Regions from separate parts of the Gossypium hirsutum genome. Here regions 1 and 3 are each linked to region 2. The links are chromatin contacts, called in public Hi-C maps. All regions are on one chromosome and are shown on one strand. The core of a region is the stretch at or near the end of the contact, and the rest is flanking DNA. Distances in the headings are between cores, read along the strand shown. Region 1 holds the start of LOC107914519 (WD repeat-containing protein PCN). Region 2 holds the start of LOC107914524 (transmembrane protein 87B). Region 3 holds the start of LOC107914521 (reticulon-like protein B8).

The links. Hi-C and Micro-C count contacts between places; a contact is called where the count stands out from the background.
Region 1: a contact with region 2 is called in a Hi-C map of leaf, with 1.9 times the contacts expected there. The contact joins the promoter of LOC107914519 here to the promoter of LOC107914524 in region 2. A contact is called at or near these places in 2 of 34 Hi-C or Micro-C datasets (both in leaf).
Region 3: a Hi-C map of leaf shows a contact between it and region 2, with 4 times the contacts expected there. The contact joins the promoter of LOC107914521 here to the promoter of LOC107914524 in region 2. A contact is called at or near these places in 5 of 34 Hi-C or Micro-C datasets (hypocotyl and leaf).

What each region holds. Positions count from the first base shown.
Region 1 is chrD10:18,737,970-18,741,509 of Gossypium_hirsutum_v2.1, reverse strand. LOC107914519 (WD repeat-containing protein PCN) reads right to left here and starts at 1,861. Exons shown (of 11, transcript XM_016843459.2): 1 at 1,632-1,861; 2 at 1,411-1,554; 3 at 673-985; 4 at 519-582. The coding sequence starts at 1,796.
Region 2 is chrD10:18,889,655-18,893,546 of Gossypium_hirsutum_v2.1, reverse strand. It overlaps LOC107914524 (transmembrane protein 87B), which reads right to left and starts at 2,510. Exons shown (of 5, transcript XM_016843468.2): 1 at 1,931-2,510; 2 at 666-1,599; 3 at 255-350. The coding sequence starts at 2,193.
Region 3 is chrD10:18,758,843-18,762,698 of Gossypium_hirsutum_v2.1, reverse strand. It overlaps LOC107914521 (reticulon-like protein B8), which reads right to left and starts at 1,586. Exons shown (of 7, transcript XM_016843462.2): 1 at 1,458-1,586; 2 at 1,163-1,186; 3 at 452-670; 4 at 196-376; 5 at 1-64. The coding sequence starts at 632.

The DNA.
Region 1 (3,540 bases), core at 612-3,111, 150 kb after region 2:
TCCTCACCACCTTTAAAATTAATATTTTACCCTAAAAATACTCTCTGTATCCCTTTTATACTTTTAGTATATATAGACATATGTATACATACGAAAATCATATGTATACAAATCTTATATATACTTTCATTATATAAATGCATGTTATACATACTAATGGATTATATCATGAAGGAACTATTACAATTTACACAATATTTACTTAAAAATAACTAGTAAAAAATGGGGTAGAGCAGTGAAAGCAGTGTGGAGCCGTTATTAATCTAACAGTTATCCATCGAGATGGATATTTTCAAAATCCATGCAAGACGGGGGCAGAAGTGGAAGAGCCAATCCCCAACTCCACCCCGCTACATTACCATCCCTACATAGAAGATCAGTGGAATTGAAATTAATGATATAAAATCAATCAAAATGAGAAATTAATAAGCAAGCATTCCCAGAATTATCATATTACCGTATGAATCAACCGTTGTCATAAAATAACATGCAGCATATTCACTTAAAGACAAACTTACCCATCGCTACTCCCTGAATATATCCTATTTGAGTCATGACTCCAGGTCACACTTAGAGCACGTCCTGCAAATAGGCAAATAGCACCTATAAGCTCCGAGTAAAACTAAAAGCAATAACCTTGGAAGAATTTTTGCTCAGGTGTAGATATCTCACCACTAACCCTAGGCAATGATTTTTGGTAGATTAACTTATCAAGATCAGAAATAGTGTACATTCGCACAGCTCCATCATCACAAGCAATTGCTACACATCTATCTTCCATAACTAGTTTCTGATAAACTTGTTCTGAGTCTGAAACATCTTCACTTTCACAGTTTTCATCATCATCAGTATCATCGCATTCATATTTATCATTCAAATAACCATTTCCAAAATTCTGAGACCTAGTCTCTTCATGAGTTGGCAGTCTATTAATCGGTGCCACAGCCATCTGCCAGATTGAAACTCCAATTGACTCTAGCAAAATCTGCATAAGGGTTTAATAACATAAATAAACAATGAATACAAGATAACTTCTATTCAAAGCTTCTTGCACACTAGAAGGGTAATGTGAAAGAAAGGAAGAAATAAAGAAACGCATTCAATGGGAGTCTATCAACAAATCTACATAACCATATATCACTCTCATTGGATCATAACAGTATCTCATACTTCAACCAACATAAACAATTAAGCCAACACTAAGGCAACCGGAAGAAAATGATAAGAGAGGGACTCAGAACTCGGGTACAATCTCATTATCCAAAAAGGTCATAAGTAATTAATATAAATGTTTCATTGAGGTTGGAGAGGTTGGAATCATCCAATAAACCCCGCTGGATTTAACCAATAGGTTAATACAATAGAGAATACCACAAATGGCAAAAGCGAGGAAAAAGAATGAAAAGTAACCTTCTGCTTCAAGTCGAAAAGATCCCATTCCGAGACTGAGCCATCAATACTCGAGGAGAACAACCTGCCAGGAGACGGGCCTTTTGAACCAACGCAACACCACACCAGCGAGGAAACTCGACAAGTAGAATCCCCATGAATAGTCTACACAAAGCCACCAATAAATTAAACTGAACTAAAACGAAAAAGATAGAGTAATAACATGGAAGAGTTGACGGTACCAGCTGATGATGCCAGCCAACAGAGCCTGGAGAGACGAGCCAAATCTCGAGGGAGCCATCATCACGAGCGGCCGCAACCTGGGAGCCGTCGGGGCTGGTAGCAAGGGCGACAACCGGAGACGGCTTCCAGTCGATTGAGCTGGTTCTGTAAGCTTTGGGGAGCATTGTGGCTGGGGCGGCTGCAATCCTTGGAGGCCAATTTCAGGGTAGAAAGCAGTAAATAAAACTCTAGGCGATGCACAGATGTACATATATATACCTAGTAGTAAACCTCCGATCTAATATTATAATATTAAACGCATAAGGACTAATTTGGCCTTCCAACTTTAATAAAAAATCATTTTAGTCCTCATTTAATTTTTAGTCTTTTTTAACCTTTAAACATCTAATTGTTGATGTGGCATACACATAGCTTGTCACGTGAATACTATGTTAGTAATTAATTAATTTTTTAATAAATTTAATATAAATTATAAAAAAATATTTTTTAATATTTTTAATTTTAAAAAATAAATTAATTGCTTACGTGACATATATGTCAACTGTCATGTGGATGGTCAACAAAATTAACAGATATTAACTTTTTTATCCATTTTGGATTATTTGACTAACAATACAAGTTAAAAGGGTGAAAAATTAAATGGAAAGTTAAAATTGACATTTTCAAAAAATTGAAAGGCCAAATAAGTTATTATGCCTTTAATTAATAATTTTTTATATACTTTTTTTATTAATAATTTCTTTCTAGAAAAATATTACTTTTTTTTAATTTTGATACCAATTTTATAAATATTTTAATTAATTAATTATTAAAAATATTTTTTAAAAGCTATTTCATGATAGATTTATAATGTTTTTTATATTTTTTTAATTCAAAAATTGATGTTAAAAATAAAATTAAAAGTTAAAATGTGAGAAGCTCAATCCAACAGAGTCGAATTCATCGAACCACGAGTAAAATGATATAAAAAAATTATATTAAGTTTTTATTGACATTGATATTAAGTTTAATCTTTAAATAACCATTATTCCTTATCCTTTATAAAAAAATTAGTAATGAAAATGCATAAATGTATAATTTTTAGACATTAACTTAATTCCTATTTAGTAATTGTTTTTTAGGGTAAACTATAAGAATAGTCACTCAATTATGCACTTAGTTCTATTTTAATCACCTAACAATCTTTTTTCAATTTAGTCACTTAATTTTTAGAAATTAAATATTTTAGTCACTCTTCCGTTAATTGCTATTAACTCAATAACGGAAGTCTAACATGGGCTTTTCTTATTAGCATAAAAACAAATTTAGCCTCCAATGTTTACACATTCTATCAATTTGGTCTAAATCTAAAAATTCAACCAATTTAGCCCTTAATGTTTACAAAACTTGTCATTTTAGTTCTGATTCTAAAAAATTCAATATATTTAGCCCTAAACATTTACAAAATTTGTCAATTTAGTTCTAATTCTAAAAATTCCAATTAAAAAGAAAATCATTTAAAATTTCACTTTTTGATAAAAATTATAAAAAAAACTTTAAAAATGTAAAAATTATTATAAATAAAAACAAAAACATGTGTATTAAAAAAATACAAACAAAATAGAAAAAGATATTAAATTACCTTAAAGTTTTCCTTCAAATAAATTTAGGTTTTCCATCAACTCGCTAATGGATCTCGTTGGATGTTGCTAGTAGAAGTTAGGCTACACATTAGCTTTCCCCACTAGAATAAACAATCCTCAACAACTCTGACCATAGCCTTGGAATCCAAAATGCAATTGGTATACCACCTCCATAAGCCCTACATGTGTCCTTTTTCAGGAGGACTTGCAACATCGTGTGATTCCACAGTAAGCCCCAACGAACCTCCGTAGGTGGAGCGCATAGAGTCTTGAGCCTATTGATTGT
Region 2 (3,892 bases), core at 1,261-3,760:
GACTAAAAATAAATTGAGAGAAAAGTGACCTAGAAGGTTTAACCTCTGCAGTGTAAAGATAGAGATGCTTTGGCACATAAAAGTGATTTGATTCAACTAGGAATATTAGAAGAGAGAGGCAGAATGAAGATTACATTGTTCAAATCAAAGAGAAGGATTTGGCTTGTTTAAATCTTTAAAAAAAACTAACCCTTAATTGTGCCATAATGGATGTATAGAATAAATAGCCCATCTCAACTAGGTTGTAGTATTACCTCAAAGCCGATCCAAGCAATAGAAAGCAACACAGACACGGCAAGTGCATTAGTGAACTTGCGGTATAACTCCAATTTTGCCAAGTTTCTCCTCATCTACACCCAAGAAATAGAAGAAATGGAAATAAATCGACCATTTCAAAAGTTGTTGCAATTTAGATAAGAGTACAGCTGGTATGAATAACTTAAAGTTTCAGAAAATTGACTTATTTATACAGAGCCTACTGCCGCCAGGAAATTTTTAGTAACTAAACACCCTACAAATACACTAGCAAGGCTTAGTGAATTTTGATTTCTGATAGAGCTTCATGCCGCAGATACATATATTGCCTAGTCATGTCTATCAGTTTCTACATCTATAGCTATTAATCCCAAATAAGTACTAATAGTTTTAAGTGAAACGAGTCTTACCTGAAGTTTCTCCAAAGTTTTTGACAGTGATGAGAAAATCCATAGAATAAAACAAGCATCCAAAAACGCAACAGGTAGTACCAAAACTAACTTCGCTTTCCCAGAAAAGTCATTAATGTTCCCCAAGTGTTCTACTAGCTCAAGTGCCTCTGTCGCAATAAAATATATCAGACCAAGCAGAACTACTTTGGATGTTAAGCCACCAAGTGTTGGCCTCACTACACCAAAGCCCATGGAAACCACCAAAAGAAGAAGGCGAGATAAAGTTTTCTTAACAGAGCCAAATGTGACAGCCCACAATGTAATACCCATTGGTCTGGTCCCAGTTGAATTGAAATTAGAATATTCGAAGTACCAGACAGCCATCTCACACATTCCAAGAGCAATAACAAGGGTGATATGGTAGTGTAAATGGATGATATCCTTCCAGAACTGAACGAACCTTAGAAACCAGGCAAGGCCAAGCACAAGGTAAGCCAAAGACATGAGACCATAAAATGTCATCAACGGAGCCATCTTCCCAGGTAAATAACCATTGGGGTTCTTCCACACGGTCCTTCCTTTAATAAGAGTACCCTTGAGTTGGGGATCGCAGAACATAAAATAAAGGTAGTACATCCCGGTGCTGTTTATCTCAACTGTTTCAACATCCATTTTAGCTTCTTCATTGTCTCCTTGGAAAAAGGTCTTAATCCGTTTAGGCCACCCAAGGTTGTTCGGGTTATGTTGGATGATAACCTCACCTTGGTTGCAGGACCCTTGGTCCGCAAGTTGTTTGTTGCAGCAAATGGCATCGGATTTTAAAGAAGACCCTCCAATCCTTGCTCTATCTTTAACTTCGAGTATGATTGCTTCCACTAATCCCGTGTTCTGCTGCATCTGATGATGGCTCTTTGCAGTCTCTTTCGGTCTCACAAAGGTGACCGGATCAAAACTGAAAATATTCCAACAGGTACAGTAACATCAACATTCAACAACAATCACTACCAAATTTTGACTGACACTATGTATCTACCAAATTAAGCACATGGCCAATCAAATTGTTAACTAAACAGTAACTAGGGTTTCGAAATGGAAGGGGCATCATCATACTATCGCGTGAAAATGATGATGATGATTCTCAATGTGAATCGAAGTCCAAAAAAATCAAAACCAACAGTAGAACTAGAAAGTGTAAAAATAATTCTTCAAATGAAAGGAAAGGCAAAAGCAAAAGCAAAAGCAAAGATCAAATGAAGGAAGAGTAAATATAAATAAAAAAGTACCTGATGATGGACTTCCCCTTGAAAGATGGTTTGGTTTCAGAAGAAGCATCAGTGGTGGGTTCATGGAGCTTAGAAGCATAGAGACCTTCACTGCCTCCATGGAAAAAGAAAGCATCGGATTTTGGGCTAAAAGCTTCCATTCTATACTCATGAATGGAAGCATTAACATTTGAGAAGCAAAGCAACAAACCAACACACACAACAAACATGGGAATCTTAATCCTTCCCCTTCGAAACTGTCTCTGCTTCATATCTTGCAGCATTTCGTTTTTTGGTTGAGGGCGGGGATCGTCTGTTTTTTGTTGTTGTTGTTAGAGGTATCTGGCGTTGTGTTCTGGAAATTGGTAAAGAAAGAGAGAGAGACACCAGCAACACAAAAATGAGTCCTAACCGATGCAAAAGCAGTGAAGAAGCATTGACAGCGACTCAGCAGCTTCTTTTTTGTTACGTTACTATTTTTTATTCATCGGCCCGACACTAATACTGGGTTCCTGATAATGATGAAGATATTTCTCAGTTCGGGCATCCATCATCCCCGCTGGCCCTTTCTCAGTTGGGCTTCGGGAATTATAACATTTTTCTAGTTCTTCAAAGCCCCTCTAGGACACATTTCTATTGCTAGGTGGCGACTAATAAATTCGGTATTTTTTAAAAATAGAATAATATTTAAATTTTACTTGAGTACGCCACTGAGTTAATATCACGAATCAATAAAAAATTAATTTGATTAAGTTGCTATTTATATCAATAAAACATTAACTTTACTGTTAAACCAAAACTTTTATTTTAATATGATATGTACATTTTAATTGTATTATGCATTCTTTATTACCTCCATTAATTCTATATATTAAGGGTCTATTTGTTTCACTGAAAATAACTTACGGAAAATGATTTTTGGAAAATGACTTACTTTCTTAGAAAAGTTACATTTTCTGGTGTTTGGATGAATCTGTGTAAAATATTTTCTGTTATTTGACAAATTTCTTAAAAATGTTTCATAAAAGTTGTTTTCAATGAAACAAACATACATTTGAGATTTTCTTATTTTTTCATTGTTTAATTTAGTTAATTTTATATCTATAAATTTATATTTTACATTGTTTTTGCATATTGTAAAAATATTTTGTTAAACTCAGGTTCATTACAACGTCATTTTTTAGTTACGTGACTACCAAATGAATATTTTGTTTATTTAAAAATGTGACATCAACAAAATTGATAAAAAAAAATTAACAATGTTAATAATTGGACTTGATTTTCAAATCTGAAAATTAGAGGGATTAAATTTTTGAAAATAAAAGTACAAAGACTAAATTGCAAATTTGTAAAGAGTACATAGACTTATAACATATTTTAACCTTTATACTACAAAATATTTATTATTAATAAATTTATAATTATAATAAATCTTTGTTATTAAAATATTAATATTGAATATTTTTAATAATATGTGAAGAATATTATTTAAAATCATTATTTTTAAAATTTATTATTAAAATAAAATTTAAATATTAAATAATTTATTAAAATAATAAATTATATTAATAATTTATTATATGACTAAATATAAATAATTAAATATGTATGTTTAATAATATTGAAAAATATAATATTTTATATCAATATTTTAATAATTTTAAATATTTTTAAGAATAAAAATAAAATTTATTATCAATATAATAATATTAAGCTTGATTTAAGTTAATTTTTATATAAAAATAAAATTATCTATATATGAACTCTTTTTCGAAAAATGACTTACGTCTTTCAAAATGGTAAGTCATTTTACAGGCAAAATGGCTTATTTTACGTTGACATGTAAATCATTTTCCGTTGACCAAACTGTTTTAAGTGAAACAAACATAGGAAAATGTAGAAAATATTTTTCGTAAAACCTTTTACATGTAAACAAACGGACTCTAATAATGTTGTTAATTGAATGAGTGTCATAAGTGAACT
Region 3 (3,856 bases), core at 337-2,836, 130 kb after region 2:
TGACCTCCCAATGCTAACAAATAATTCATCAGGCAAAACAAGGTGTGGCACTTGAGAAGATGACCTGTTTCCATGAAGTAATTTACTATAAAAATTATGCAATCCTATCAGCAGCACACATGGTACCAAAACCTTGAAGAGCAACAAATAATAAAAAATAAAAGCAGCACATAAGCATATGCCTATTTGTGTTACCTGTTAAGTAAACCCGAGGCATTTGACCAAACAAACTGCACAACCATGCCAAGAACCAAAGCAAAGGATAGAAGAGTCAGGAAATGGTAATTAAGCCATTCAAATAGAACCCATATTAAAGTTGCACTAGCTAAAAAACTGGCTGAGATCTTCTTGTTCCTCCATAACAAAACATCAGCAGCTGCACAATTTACAGTAAAAACATTGATCAACAGGTGGTTTTTAGCAATTTCAAGAAAAGAGTAGAAAGTCGTACATTTTCCACCCCCCAAAATATGGTGGACAGGCCTCTGACGTCCAAAAAGCCGATTGAAGCCAGAGACAACCGAGTTTGATTTCTCTTCCTCAAAAAAGGACACAGATTTCTGCTTAGAGACACTATCTGCAATGGTCTCTACTAGATTGTTAAATAAGTCCTCTGATATTTTCTCAGGCATTATTCTTGTGCTTCAAGAAAACAGACAAATTTATTCTCCTGGAATAAACAGAACAGCTCTGAAATCTCATCAAAATATTAACATCTAACAAATAATTTGAAGTTCACTTTTAATATTATATTTTGCAATATTTATGGAAAAAAAATTCAAAAATGGAGTCTTAATGCTTAAGCTTATAGCCACACACACAAAAAAAAAAAAAAAAGTTCCGTTTGCTTTGGCTTCTCAGTAGACACATATAACCACTCAACTGAAATATATGAACCAATTTCAAGTAATTTGGCGTAGCTAGATGAACCCAGTATCATAACCACCATGAGATGCTCATAAGAGCAAATATTTTGCAATAAAACCTATGGTTGCCATTTGCTAAAGATAATATCAAAACAGATTCTTGTTCTTACTAATGCTTTAACATCACATGTAACCCTTTATAGAAACATTGGAACTGTGTTTCCGTACATGAACTTCACCCAAAAACAAAAAGAAAAGAAAAAGTAGCAGAAATAAAGCAAACAAAAAATTAGTACCTTCAAAGTTGCGGTAATTTGCTACTGCAATTTAAGAAAAAAAAATCGTCGGAAATATCAAAGTTCAAGAAAGACAAAGCAGCCAAGGTAAGGACTCGAGCAAACAAGATAAACCTCAGAACCAAACAAAAACCAACAACTTGAAATAAATAAAACCCAGATTTTAAAACTAAGAACTTTAGTAGAATCAAATATAAGAAAAGAAAAAAATCATGATCAAAGAACTGCAATTTCTGTAGAAAATATCATCAATTGTAAAAGGAGAAGAAAAAGGAGGATGCAAAAGAGCACAAACCAGAGAGAGAGAGAAAGAGAGATGTTGATGATACGTCTGAGGATAGTGGGTGATACTGACAAGCAAGAAATGAATGGAGACTGGAGGAATCAAATCTAAATTATTTCCACGTTTCTCTTGTACGTTAACCTTGGTATCACATTCACTTCGAACAAAAAAATATAGGTTAAAATCTGCTATTAGTCCTTGTACTTATCTAAAAATTGAGATTTAGTCTTTTTACTTTAAATATTAAAAAATTTTCAATCCACCTACTTTTTAAATTTAATAATTCTGATTGTTTGTAATTTCTATCAAAATTTATCAACATAAACCTGTTTATTTTTTGTATATCACATGTAACATCATTTGAGGATAGTCTAGTCAACATGTCAAGCTAGTAAATTTTGATGAAAAATATTAAAATTATTAATGATTAAAATGATATTTTTAAATCAGAAAAGTAAGAGGATTTAATTTTTATAATCAGAAAAGTAAGAGGATTTAATTTTTATCTTTTTAATTATAAGGATTAAATTTTAAATTTTAGATAAATATATGGACTAAAAATAGAATTTAACCAAAAATATACAACTTTTCTAAATAAAAAGTTTAAATGTTAAATTAAAAGTGTTTTAACTTTAAAATGCTATTTTCGTGATGGCGTCATAAATAGTGGAATGGTAGGTAGATTTTATTTTGGTTCAAAAATGGCAGGCAGATAAATGCAATAATATATATTTTTTTTTATTTTATAGTATATTGATTAAATTAGGGTCAAATTTGATGAAAAGACCAAGAAAAATAAGAGAAATAAGTCAGGTTCTAATATTTAGGGAAATTAATTAATTTGGGAGAGAAAAGATAAAAATACGTCTGTTGTATATGTTTTCTGACTTTTTAACACATCAGTTCATTTGGTTAGATGATTAAATGTTAGTGATTTTATCCTTGAATTCTGGGTTTGATTTCTCTTTTACTCACATTTATATTTTTATTTCATGTTGTTTCAATTTTTTTATTTTTAATTAATGTCTTTAATTAATAAAGATATCGTTCTCAAATTTCCTTATTTATAAAATTATATAACTATTGGCTTGAAACAAAATGAAATAAAAATAAAAATATAAGTAGGAGAGAAATCAAACCCGAGACTTAAAGTAAAATCACTAACATTAAACCATCTGACCAAAGAAATTGATGTATTAAAAAAGTCAGAAAGCACACTCTCTATAGCGCGTTTTTAGCATAAAACATTTCTTCCATGATGCGTTTTCTATTTATTTCTCCAAAATTGATTTATTTTCTTAAATATAGGAATGGTAGGTAGATTTTAGTTTGGTTCAATAATGGCAGGCAGATAAATGAAATAATATTTTTTCTATATATATTTATAGTATATTGATTAAATTAGTCTCACAAATTAACCGAGCATCCATTCAGTTGAAAATTTATTAAAATAATATCTTTTACAAAATAAAATATTAAAATATATATATTTGGTATAATGGCTTATTTGGCTCTTCAACTTTACAAAAAAATGTTATTTTAACCTTTTATTTAATTTTCATCTATTTTAGTTCTCAAATCACTCAAATTAGATGAAAAAAATAACGTTTTTTTAACTCTGTTGACGTGACATATACATGAATTGCTACATGGATGACACATTAACATTTAATAATTTTTTTAAATTCTAAAAAAATAAAAAAAATTGTAAAAATTATTTTTAAAATTTTAAAATCATTAAAATTATTTTAAAAAGTATAAGTTTTTAAATTATAAAAATTATTGTTTTTTAAAGATTTTTAATATTTTAATTTTTTTTGAATAATTAAATATTGACATGTCATTTATGTGACAAGTCATGTGTATGCCACATCAACAAAGTTAATAAACGTTTTCATCCATTTTAGAGTAATTTGACAAAAAAATGTAAGTTTAAAGACTAAAAGACGAAAACAACTTAAATAGAAGACTAAAATGACTTTTTTTATAAAATTAGAGGACAAAAAGAATCATTATGGCTCGTATTTTAAAAAATATTTTACAATATTCTATTTACAAGAGTCTAAAATGCACCAAATATTTTTCCTTATTATAAATATGTTTTTATAAAAATCTATCCGTAATTAAACTTAAATCTAAGCATATTCAAAGATTAAGTTATATAAATTTTAAAAAGATTTAAATAGAAATTTGAAGCTAAAAGGGTACCAGTTTAAAAGATGAAACTCAAAACTTGACAAAAGCGGACCTCTTCACTATCCCATAAAACAAGAACCCAAAGAAAGGCCCCTGACTGACACACTGCAAATATAGAGAATTCAAAGGATATTTAAATTATACTACTCTTTTTGGTGTTTTAAGGAGTTGGAAGATTGCGATCATAGATAGAGCATGCCATCATGCATGATGGT